Linked DNA regions of Hordeum vulgare: region 2 is linked to region 1. Evidence: chromatin contacts called from public Hi-C data. All regions are on one chromosome and are shown on one strand. Each heading gives the region's core, a stretch centred on a gene start, on an enhancer-like site or on the middle of the called end of the contact. The rest is flanking DNA. Distances are from core to core; before and after follow the strand shown. Region 1 overlaps LOC123448614 (chromatin-remodeling ATPase INO80). Region 2 has its middle 93 kb from the start of LOC123448615.

Region 1 (5,910 bases), core at 376-2,875:
ATCACTGTGTAGTTGAACTGGGACCGGACGTCCGGAGGAAGTCGGAAGTCCGAGTTATTCGACTCAAAATTCTCTGGTGCAAGATTCCGGATTTTCGAAGGAGGTCAGACGTCTGGCCCTCAGACATCCGGAGGGAGCCGGAAGTCCGAGTTATATGGCTCAAGTTTCTGTGGTGCAAAGTTCCGGATTTCCGAAGGAGGTCGAACGTCCGGCCCTCGGACGTCCGGAGGAGGCCGGATGTCCGAGACATTGATTCTGTTTTGAGATAAGAGCAGAGTAGTGGAGATGTGGTATGAGCGGAAAAGTAGAGATGTAGTATGAGCAAGTTCATCGCAAAACCTGTGGTCCCCTCTTAATAGTGCGGGATCACTATACTCAAGAATAGTAAATTTAAAGGATAGGCTACATCATCTTTTCTCAATCCCGAGCCTTCTTGACATATAAGTCTCGATCTTCTCAGACCGCCTTGGCACATAATTCTCAATCTACTAAAAGTACTTGTCATCCTCAGATACACTCAACAAATAAGATTAGTTTCCTATGTATGTGTTGTCATTAACAACAAAACTCGATTAAGGGCATGACTGCACTTTCAGTAGGTCTAGCAATAACAGCCACATACTTATGGAATTCCAAACTCTATAAAAAAAATGGGCTAAATGCAGATCAATACATGGTCAAAACGTCACAAGTGTTAAAAATAACACTATTAGTTAGACCAAGCAGCAATAATCTGAAACTAGTACTAGTACTACTGACTAAAGAATAAACAAACACGTAGGTTGTTGGGGCGTTACTGCCATATGCACATCGCCACACAAGGCATCCAACCTGGTCCGCTCGTGTGGATAAGAAGATAGACACAAGAGAATTCCCTCATTTCCCTTCGTTCATCCATGCTCGAGGCAGAAGAACAAGCGGGGTGCTCCACGACCATCCGGCCGCCACCAGCACGCACCCTCTCGCTGCGGCATTCACTGGCGGCGAGAGGCGCTTCCTCCGCGCTCGTCCTCATCTGAGCATCCACCAGGGAGCTGTGTCCCGGGCGCGACGCCGTTCGCGAGTCCCAGTGATGCCGGACTCCACTAGCCGGCAAAGCGACCATGGCTGCTCGAATGCGAGGCCGCCGGTGGGCTGGGTGCCGGGAGGCCGAGGGCCACGAGGCGACGACGTGCGTCCTTCCTCGGCTAAGGCAGCGGTGTCGCAGGAGTTGGCGAGGGTAGAGGCGCGGCGGCCGTGTTCACATCCATGGTCGTGAAGCTGACGGAGGTCGACTCATTGGCCTGCGCACCGTCGGCACTGTCCATCTCAGAGTCGCTCCCACCATTGCCCGGATGCAGGGCAGCCACCACAGAGGCGACATGCATCCTCGGGGCTGCCGGACCGGCGAGGAGCCAGTTCTCCACCGCTGGCACTAGTGGCACGACATGCGGCGCAGCCGTGTGGTTTGCAGGATTCTCCCGCGCCGGAGCCGAACACGAAGGAAGAAGCGCCGGTCGGCGCTGAGACATAGGCGAGGGAATGACCCTCCATCTCGACAACCGCAGGGGTCAGAGGTGGTAGGTGCGGCGTAGCAATGTCGGCGTCAACTTCGACAGCTCTGGAGGTACCGCCGAACTCGAAGACGGAGGTGCGTGACTGCCCGACCGCGTCCTCGTTGACAGCGGGGCCGTACACGTGCAGGCGTGCAGGGGACAAGGAGTGAAGTCTGTTTTAAACCTTAAGATTATAAAGCCGGTCGGAAATGAACCCTCACCTCTAAATCCTTGAAATATGTATCCTATATTTATGAATCCCAATCAATCTCAACCCTGAACCTATCTAGACTTGTTTGACCCGCTAGGAAATCAAGTATCCCAGCCGGGATCACACTTTAATCCACTGACAGTACGGGTCCACATGTCATATTCATCTTCTCTAGCCCAATCTATCTATCTCTCTCCTGAGAAACCGCGTCGCTCATCTCCACACCTGCATCCGCTCCGTGCACGCCTGGGCGCAGCAGGGCCCGGCGGCGTTGGCCGCCTCCATGGCCATAGGGCTGGTGCACGTCGACGCGTTCGGCAACCTCCTCGAGCTGCCCAAGGCCCAGGGCGAGCTCTCCGGCACCGGCGGCAACGTTGACCGGCTCCTGTACTCGCCGACGCGCACGGATGCTTCCAGGAGGCCGTGGTCGCGCTCAAGCAGGACGTGGCCGAGGCGCTTGCCGTCGTGCACCGACGCGACGGGGCGCGCCTGGATTCGGCCGTGCGGCGCAACGCCGGGCCGGCAAGGAGCTTGCACGCCTCGCCGCCGCGGCCAGATAGTGTGCCAGCCGTCCCTCGCGCCTGAGAATCCTCGACGGTGGCCAAGGCAGCGCGACGGAGATGGAGGTGACGGGGCTGCTGATGGAGTCGGCCGCGACGGCGGCGTCGGCGTCCGCCGCGCTGTGCGGGATCAGCGTGGCCTTCTCCTTGCGACCGCGCCCAGAGCTTGGCGTGATATATATTGGCTGCCGAACTCTACGCTGGTGGTTGCCATCTTGTGCTGCTCCCGTGCTCCCCTCTGCTCAAGCTCGCCGTGGCCAGATGGGAAAAATGGATTGTGCTTGACCCACACCTAGGAGAAAAGCGAACACCCGACAGGATTGTGCTTTTCCTGCTCTGCCAAACATATCTAGGGATTGGATAGACCGGGATTAAAAAGGTTAGGGTACAGATTTCAGGGATTTAGAGATGAGGGTTCAGTTGCATCGGCAATTACAATCTTAAGGTTTATTTCAGACTTCACTCGGGGACAAACCACCCACCCGTGCGCTGAGCACGAGAACGGTGGTGGCTACGTGTCGATCCCGAGCATTGGTGCGGAGGGCATCGACAGTGGCGCGACACCGTTGGCCGGACCGACACCGATCTGGTGGCGGCGGCGATGGCCGTCGTGCTGCAGCAGGCAGCAATGGTACAAGGGCAGGAAACGAAGCATCGTTCTTACCTTCTTGCCCGTTCCTGCGATTGCCGGCGATTTTTGCTCTTGGTAGAGACAGTGTTGATAACGTGTTTGAGATTAAAACTATCTTATTTCAGGGGCAATCACAATATATATACAAGGAAACGGACGCGAAGGCAGCGATGGTACAAGGGCAGGAAACGAAGCATCGTTCTTACCTTCTTGCCCGTTCCTGCGATTGCCGGCGATTTTTGCTCTTGGTAGAGACAGTGTTGATAACGTGTTTGAGATTGAAACTATCTTATTTCAGGGGCAATCACAATATATATACAAGGGAACGGACGCGAGCAAAGAGATGTGTCCGTTAGCAGGGGCGTGAGGAAGCATCGTGACGGTTGCCAAAACAACCACACTAGAGATTACATAGGGAGGATTATCCCTTTAATTAAGAGAATTAATTAAATCCTAACAATTACAAGTCATTGTGTGAAGCTAATGGGTGTGCTCATGAACTCGCTCACTTCAGTTTCGAAGGACAAGAAACAGGCTCATGAACTCGCTCGCTTCAGTTTCGAAGGACAAAAAACAGGCAGATGTTTCCTGCATAGCAGTTCGGGCAAGAACTTGCTCACTTCAGTTTCGAAGGACAAGAAACAGGCTCATGAACTCGCTCGCTTCAGTTCCGAAGGACAAGAATCAGGCAGATGTTTCCTGCATAGCAGTTCGGGCAAGAAACAGGCAGATGTTTCACTTGCGTAAAGAAATCACTTGTTTGAATGAAGTGATATATGTTACCAACTCGGAAGCACAGCAGATGTTTCCTGCCATGTTCCTTTTTGGCCTAACAAAACTCTACGTCCCTACTCTCTTTACACAGTAAAATAATTCCTATATGTGATGGAACATTGCTAATGCTTATTTACAAAATGGCTAGACACATCGCCAACATTAGGGATAAGGGCTGGCGGTAACAGCCATCATTGGGCTGCAACTGCACTGAGGTTGCAGTCTCAGGCTTCTCAAAAGAAGCTGCACAACACAGTTAAATACTTATTAACTGCGTAAGACCTTGAGCAGATCCAGAGCTCCTCCTCTGGGCCAATAAACTGCCATCTTTGATGCTCCTACTAGACACCACAAATTAGAGTCTTGCCATTCGCATCTTATGTTCTCATCAGGTCAGCCCATAGGTCAACTACGCTGGAGGAGTCTGGTCTTGCAACTCTTCTGCATGATTGCTGTCATTGTTTTCAGCTGCATCTGCAGGTTTCTCAACATCAGAAGCAGCAACGGGTTCCTTATCTTCACCCATGCTCCTCACTAGTCTCTTTGATCTTTTAGGCATCAACGAAGCAATATGCTCCTCATCTTTGGCAGGACCACTCTCGGGGACATCACCATCCGCACCATCATTATCCTGTGACTTCGGAGGTTTCTTGTGCGAGCTTTTTTTCTGGAAATAAATATTAGCAGTTACTTAAACGAATGAAGCTCACACATAACAAGGCTGAGAAAGTTAGCTTAATCCGACAAAGCCTCAAGGAAACAACATGGGGACCAATTTATAATGATTGGTTAGTGTGCATTGTTATTATCTATTATTTCAGAGTTACATATTACAATTGTTGCAATTATGTAATACGTATAAGTTTTCCCAATACAGCACATTGCAAGGCAACTTATTCAGTGCAGGCAAAGATACTGAAATTGGAAGGGCGAGATAATCCAGCTCATTTTGTTTTGATCATCTCCTTAAATATATTGCACTTTTTGGTAGAATCTGGGCTAAAATGCAAGTCAAACCCAACCAATACACCTAAAGTTAATTTCATCTATGCATGTCAATCACAAAATGAGCTAACGAAGTTCTATATGGGTACCAATCCAATATCTGAAACTGAATCTATGTAAATACTCTTTTATATCCGCTTCAATTGGAATTTTAAGCTTGCATACTGAAGTAATGCCTCAATGATTTTGGGTTTGTATACGCACAGGGTGATATGAATTCCTAAGAAAATGCAGAAAAAGACAATTCAAAGCCTCAACTAAGGGTGTGATTTCCTATCACAAAAAAAAAGTGACTCGATAACTCATAAACATTTCCCTGTGTAAATACTCTTTTATATCCGCTTCAATCGGAATTTTAAGCTTGCATACTAAAATAATGCCTCAATGATTTTGGGTTTGTATAAGCACAGGGTGATATGAATTCCTAAGAAAATGCAGAAAAAGAAACTTCAAAGCCCCAACTGAGGATGTGATTTATCCTATCACAAAAAAAGAAGTGACTCGATAACTCATAAACATTTCCCTGTATACCTTTTTGCTGGTTGTATGATCTTGTTCTACAGGTTCTTCAGTTGGATCATCCAAGTCTTCAAGCTTCAAATCTCCTTCTTTGTCGACTTTGATGGCCTTTGCTCGCCTCTTCTTTAGTCGATCCTTTGCCTAAAAGGGTGAATATGCAGATGAGGAATATTCTTGCCAGACTTTTACCACTAACTAAAAATCATCTGTAAACACCTCAAAATGAGCTCAAGAATTCTTAGAAAATGCTTCGGTTTGAGCGAAGTGGTTGCTGACAAAGGTCTGAATTACAAAAGCTATCTGTACCAATTACCCGATGTTTGCTAGAAAAAAGGAACGATAAAATTTCTCCATAAAATTAATTCATAATGGGCAGAATCGCTAACACAAGACATCAGTAAACTCAAAGCCAAACAACCTAGCAGAGATCATGTTCATGGCAGGATGGCCTTTCCCTGTGAGTTGGAGAAAATGAGAACCAACAAAATTCTCCAATCTAAAACTGATTTTGGAATTAAAATTTGACGTAATAGCTTTCTTTGGGCACTCGGATTAAGGAGTTGATACGCTAGCCCTCTTAATTTCTTCAGAAGTATGTTTGTGTTCGAGTAGAAAGTCATCTTTAATGCAAGTCTGTTCACAATGTAACATATGTGCTTATACATAAAATGATGC
Region 2 (5,803 bases), core at 91-2,590, 700 kb before region 1:
TTGCTAAATAGTGCTTGATCATCTTGATCTAATATCTCATTTCAAATTCCACTTTGGAATCAAATTTAAACAATAAATGAAATAAAGAAATCCACAAACATGCAAACTAAAATGTTCCTAGTGTTGAAAATATTCCTTGGATATTTGTCATGTTGAAACACACATTTTATAAAGTAATTAAGTGCCCTGAAACAATTAAAACAGACGAACAATGATTTAAATGCCTTTTTAAATTATTAAAGTATCTAACCACTTTAAATAAATATCAAACTATTAGTAGCACAACCAAATATTGCAATGGAACTAACGGGCCAATTTTTGTATTTTATAAAACTGTTTTTCTTTGAATTTAAATGCAAAATCAAAAGAATTAAGAAAACATAAATAAAAAAATGGAAGGTAAATGACCACGCATGTTCCTTGGGCCTTGTCCCACTGCACCAGCCGGCCCAACCCCCTCCATCGTTTCCTGTGTTCACTTGGGGGGGGGGGGGGGGGGGGGGCGGCGGCAGACATTCGCTCGCGCCATGGCTGACAGGGTGCATGCGCTCGACATCCAGCCTCTCCCCGTCTTGGTTAAGAGCACCTTGGGGCTTCCCCAAAAACCTAGCCACCTTTATCCCTCTCCCTCTTCCTTCCCGCGCACATCCGAGCCACCATCACCATGGCCATGCTCGCCCCCGTGCGCTCCGTCCTCCTTGTCGGCTAGGACCGCACTAGGAGCACCGTCGCTGTCATCCTCATCTCCTACGACCATGCACGCGAGGCGGGAGCCCCTGCATCGCTGCCCCGTCTTCGTCTTCCTCCTCGGGCACAACGGAGCACCGCCACCCTGATTTGCCATCCCAGGCCTCCCCCGTGCCCGCTTTAGAACACCTGCAGGGCTCGATGAGGTCCCCACTCTTTCTCCCCTCTCTTAGCGCTCGCTCTCCTCGCCGTTGCCGATGCTACCACCAAAGCCGAAGCTCGCTGTCATCTGTGCTCGCCGTTGCGGCAGCCACCGCACGTCAAGCACATATGCAAGGGGAGGAATGTGCTTAGCACGTCCCCAGTGAGCCAATGCACACGCGTGCGCCCCTCCTATCGCCTCATACCTCTGTTCCCGATCACACCCGAATGTCGCCGTCACTTCATCTCATTGTCGGCGCTGTTTCCGCACATCCCCGGTCCGGCCACCACCAGGAATCGACGTGCGGCTCTGCCCGCGTTTGATTCTACCTAGCCGCGCTCCAAATTTGTGCCCCTAGCATTTTTTCAGCGAGGGCCCGAGCCCCTCCGCCACAGGAATGGTCACCGGAGCAACTCCAGTTCCGCCCGTGGACGTGGCTGGCTGGGGCCACCCCCTGGATCGCTGACCAGGACACCCCCCCGACCCAGTCAACTACTAACCGACAGGCCCAACCACTCACAAGTGGGGCCCACCTCACTACTTAACTAAAACTTTTTAAAGATAATTAATTTAATCTAATTAACCACTAACATGTGGGCCCTTTTAGTTAATTAGTTAACACAGTTAAAAAAATAAACCATGTTAGTGTTACTGTATATGAGAGGTGGGTCCCCTGGTCAATTCGACCAATAACTTTTCACTGTTGATTGCTCACATCATGCTCACGCAATAACTCCTTTTGACTTAATATTAATTCCGGCATATTATTAAAACTTTGAAAAATCATATAAATTAATCCGTAAGTGAGATGAAAATATTTTACATATAAAATTTCTTGGAAAAATAAAACAAATCCGAATATGCTATCCGTTCATTTGTCACATGCCTCTAACATGATGAACATGGAACTTTCCCCTCCGGATCGTCTTTCTGGTAACTGCCTAAGACTCGGAAAAATATCCACACATATTTTCTTGCTCCGTCTATAGCGGGTAGCACTGCGTTAGGCCACCCCGAGCATCGCATATTGCCATGTCATGCATCGCGATGGACTGTTTATTTTTATTTATTGTTTCTTCTCCTTCTTCTCTCCGGTAGACCCCGAGACTGACACTACTACCAGGTAGGACTACACCTCTGACGTCCAACCACTTGAAGTGGAGCTTCCAGCCAAGCCAACCCCCTTGATCATTCCTATATCACCAATTCCTTCTCTCTCATGCATGCGTTAGATTTTGCTACTCTATTTGAATGCTCCTATTCTGATGCATAACGTGAGTTTGTAACCTGCTATTGTTAGCTACCTGCTTACCATGTATGCTTAGTATAGATTGGATAGTTAGCTGCTAGTGACCACTCCCCTTGTCCTTGTTGCCCCACTACATCACCGAAAGATTTGATCCAGGTGACCGATGAGACAACACCGACACATCACCGCAAACCCCCTTAGTTGTACGACTCTAGAGGACTACTATCGACTGTCGAGGGTGATGGAAGATTCAATCCAGGCGATCGATGAGACAAGACATGTACATCACCACACACTCCCTCAGTTGTATGACTCTTCAGAACTACTATTGACTGTCGAGAATGATATCTTCTAGTTCACCTTGTTAGTTACATCAAGTGGAAAACCATCGAGGGTGATTCTTAGAAATCCCCCCTTGATGAAAAGCACATAGTGTTACCTTCGCCTGTTACCACTATTACTCGTATTGTGGGACTGAAGGGAGAGACGGTACCAGCCTAGTTGAGGTGGACCTAAGTTCCCGACAGTCTATTGTGGAGTCGGGTTGACCTAAAGGGTATGCACGAGATAACTATGTGGCACAGTCGGGCATTCTTTGCCTTTGTCGCAAGTCCGCGAGACGGGGCGACTGGATCGGGAGGATCACTGATTGTTTCCACGAGCTCCCAAGACACTAACGGGTTTGGATTGTAATCCGAGTAGGCCTCTAGCCTTTATTACACTAAACACCACGTGGGAATAAGTGTGGACATTCTTGGTCGTACATTCTCCTGAAAGTTCTTCGGATGCCACCGTCAGCGGCACACGCCCGGGTGGTCCAAGTAGGCACCTGCTTTGGATTAAGAGGTAGCTAGCACTGATCTTGGCCATCCTCAAAACACGAAAGAATGCAAAGGGCGATGGGTCCAAGACCCCGGAGCAATTAGGAGTAGACTTGCGTGCTGGCCTTTGTGTTGATCCTAGGTAGAACTATAGTGTGTCGATCAGCCGAGGCCGGGCATGACCCACGAAAGTGTGTTCGGTCGGAGTTAATCGAGTGAGTTGGGTAATATGGTGTACCCTTGTAGCGAATTATATCTATTCGAATATCCGTGTCCACGGTAACGGACACTCGGAGAGTATCCCAATCTATACAAGTAGAATTGGATACTCAATATATGAAATGGATATGATGGCTCCGGGATAGCTTTCTGGCACGGAGTCAAGGAAGGATCTCTGGGCCTTGGTACTACTGGCTTACTTATGTTATACTATTTTTACTCTTCTAATCCTGCAAGGCGCTAAGGATGCTAGTATTTGCTAGGCTAGGTCTTCCCTTCTATTTTGGCATTTCTATAGTATAAGCCACAGATGCATCCCCTTCCCCTTGAAACTGATGCATACTTAGCATACATCAGATGTAAGTCTTGCAAGTATTTTGGATGAGTACTTGATTTATACTATGCAACTTTATTCCTGTAGACGTTGTTGGGCCTGCAAGTGCAGATTTTTGTAGAACAGTAGCCAATTTCCCTCAAGTGGATGACCTAAGGTTTATCAATTTGTGGGAGGTGTAGGATGAAGATGGCCTCTCTCAAAAAACCCTGCAATGAAATACAAGAAATCTCTTGTGTCCCCAACACACCTAATACAATGGCAAATTGTATAGGTGCACTAGTTTCAACAAAGAGATGTTGATACAAGTGTAGTATGGATAATAGAAATAGATTTTTATAACCTGAATAAATAAAAACAGTAAGGTGACAAGTATAAAACAGAGAGCAAAACATTGTATAAATGCTTGGAAATAATGCCTAGGGTTCATACTTTCACTAGTGCACTCTCTCAACTATGCTAACATAGTAGGATCAGATGATCATCCCTCAACATGCAACGAAGAATCACTCCGAAGTTCATAAGTAGCAAGAACATAAGATGAAATTGGTGTACGTAGTAGAACCACCACAAATTTATTCTTTCTGATCAATCTTTTGAGATATTCCTATAACTGTCACAAACATCTCTGGACTCCGTACTAGAATAACACCTATGATACATATCAATCAACCCTAATGTCACCTAGATACTCCAATGCCACCTCAAGTATTCATGGGTTAATTATACGACATGCATCAAACAAAATTAGATTCATCAGATTCAATCCAACACAAAGAACTTCAAAGAGTACCGCCAAGATTTCTATGGGAGAACATAGTATGAAAATGTGCAATAAACCCCTATGCATAGATCCCCAAGGTCACCGAAATCCGCAATTTCATGCCATAACATATATCAAGTGAATCAATAGAATACCCAATTGTCACCATGGGTATCCACATGCAAGATATACATCAAGTGTTCTCACATCAAATATTCAATCCAACATAACGAGAACCCATATTTAATTCATCAAAACAAGATAGTAACGGAAGAACACCATCTCATCCAACTATATTAAAAAAGCCCGTTATACATCAAGATTGGGACATCTCAAGAACACGAGAGAGAGAGAGAGACAGAGAGAGAGAGAGAGATCAAACACATAGCTACTAGTACATACCCTCAACTCCGAGGTTGAACTACTCCCTCCTCGTCATGACCTCCGCAGGATTACGAAGATGGCCACAGGAGATGATTTCCCCTCTCCGACAGGGTACTGGAAAGGGTTCATATGAGTTTTCTGTCGATACAGAGAGTTGTGGCGCAGACCGGAAGTTCTGTTTTTTAGGGTTTTTGTAATATGGTATTTTTCGGCATTGGAATCCCGCTAAATGGAGCCACATAGGCCCCATAAGCCATCAGGGCACACACTGGGGGGGTGGATGCACCCTGTTGTCTTGTGGCCAACAGGTGGTTCACCTCTGGTGGTTCTTCACTGAAATATTACTCATATGTTCTAGAAAAAATCGTCAAAATGTTTCGAGCGATTCCGAGAACTTACATTTTCTCCACAAACAACACCACCACGGTAATTCTGCTGAAAACAATGTCAGTTCGGGTTAGTTCTAAATAAATTATATAAAGTGCATCAAAACCATATAAAAGTATTGAACACATAGGCAATCATGGCATGAATACTTCATAAATTATCGATACGTTCGAGACATATAAGCATCCCCAAGCTTAATTCCTACTTGTCCTCAAGTAGGTAAATGATAAAAGAAATAACTTATGAAGTGTGAATGCTAACATAGTATATAAGTTTGATCAATTATAATTACAATCACTTTTTCTAGCATCATAACCAGCAACTTTTTCATAAAAATCGTCATGATTGAGTAGCAATCAATTCACATGTAATGGTCAAACGATGCAATCTCTTGGAACTTAACAACCCATGTTCTTAGTCACCAAACAACTTCAATGCATCGTCAAGTCTAAGTAAAAGCTCCACATACTAAATTTTTATATAGTCTTGTATAATTGCTAATACTCAAGGCATATTTTTAGAACAAACAACATCCATCAAACACAGAGAAAGATAGGGTCTTAAAGTTTCGCCTCCCAACATACTTATGATAAAAATAATTGTCAAGAATAATGAATCATGATCAAATATATTTGACTGGATATATATGTTTGGATCTTTCCCCACAACATGGTGCTTGCCAACTAATAGACTGAGGATGGAATAAGAAGTTGACTCAAGAGGAAAAGTAAGTAACATGAATGTAAATAGATTGTCC

The links. Hi-C and Micro-C count contacts between places; a contact is called where the count stands out from the background.
Region 2: a contact with region 1 is called in a Hi-C map of leaf, with 2.8 times the contacts expected there. The contact joins two enhancer-like sites. A contact is called at or near these places in 3 of 6 Hi-C or Micro-C datasets (leaf and seedling).

What each region holds. Positions count from the first base shown.
Region 1 is chr4H:356,542,161-356,548,070 of MorexV3_pseudomolecules_assembly, reverse strand. It overlaps LOC123448614 (chromatin-remodeling ATPase INO80), which reads right to left. Exons shown (of 22, transcript XM_045125567.1): 21 at 5,248-5,376; 22 at 3,648-4,378. The coding sequence ends at 4,121. Among protein-coding and RNA genes, the nearest start is that of LOC123448614, 13 kb to the right of the region's middle. Within about 2 kb of position 1,625, at least 3 of the 3 cell types and tissues checked have open chromatin away from gene starts, as enhancers often do. A contact at or near this core is called in leaf, where this site is marked.
Region 2 is chr4H:357,244,773-357,250,575 of MorexV3_pseudomolecules_assembly, reverse strand. No RefSeq gene overlaps it. Among protein-coding and RNA genes, the nearest start is that of LOC123448615, 93 kb to the right of the region's middle. Within about 2 kb of position 1,340, at least 2 of the 3 cell types and tissues checked have open chromatin away from gene starts, as enhancers often do. A contact at or near this core is called in leaf, where this site is marked.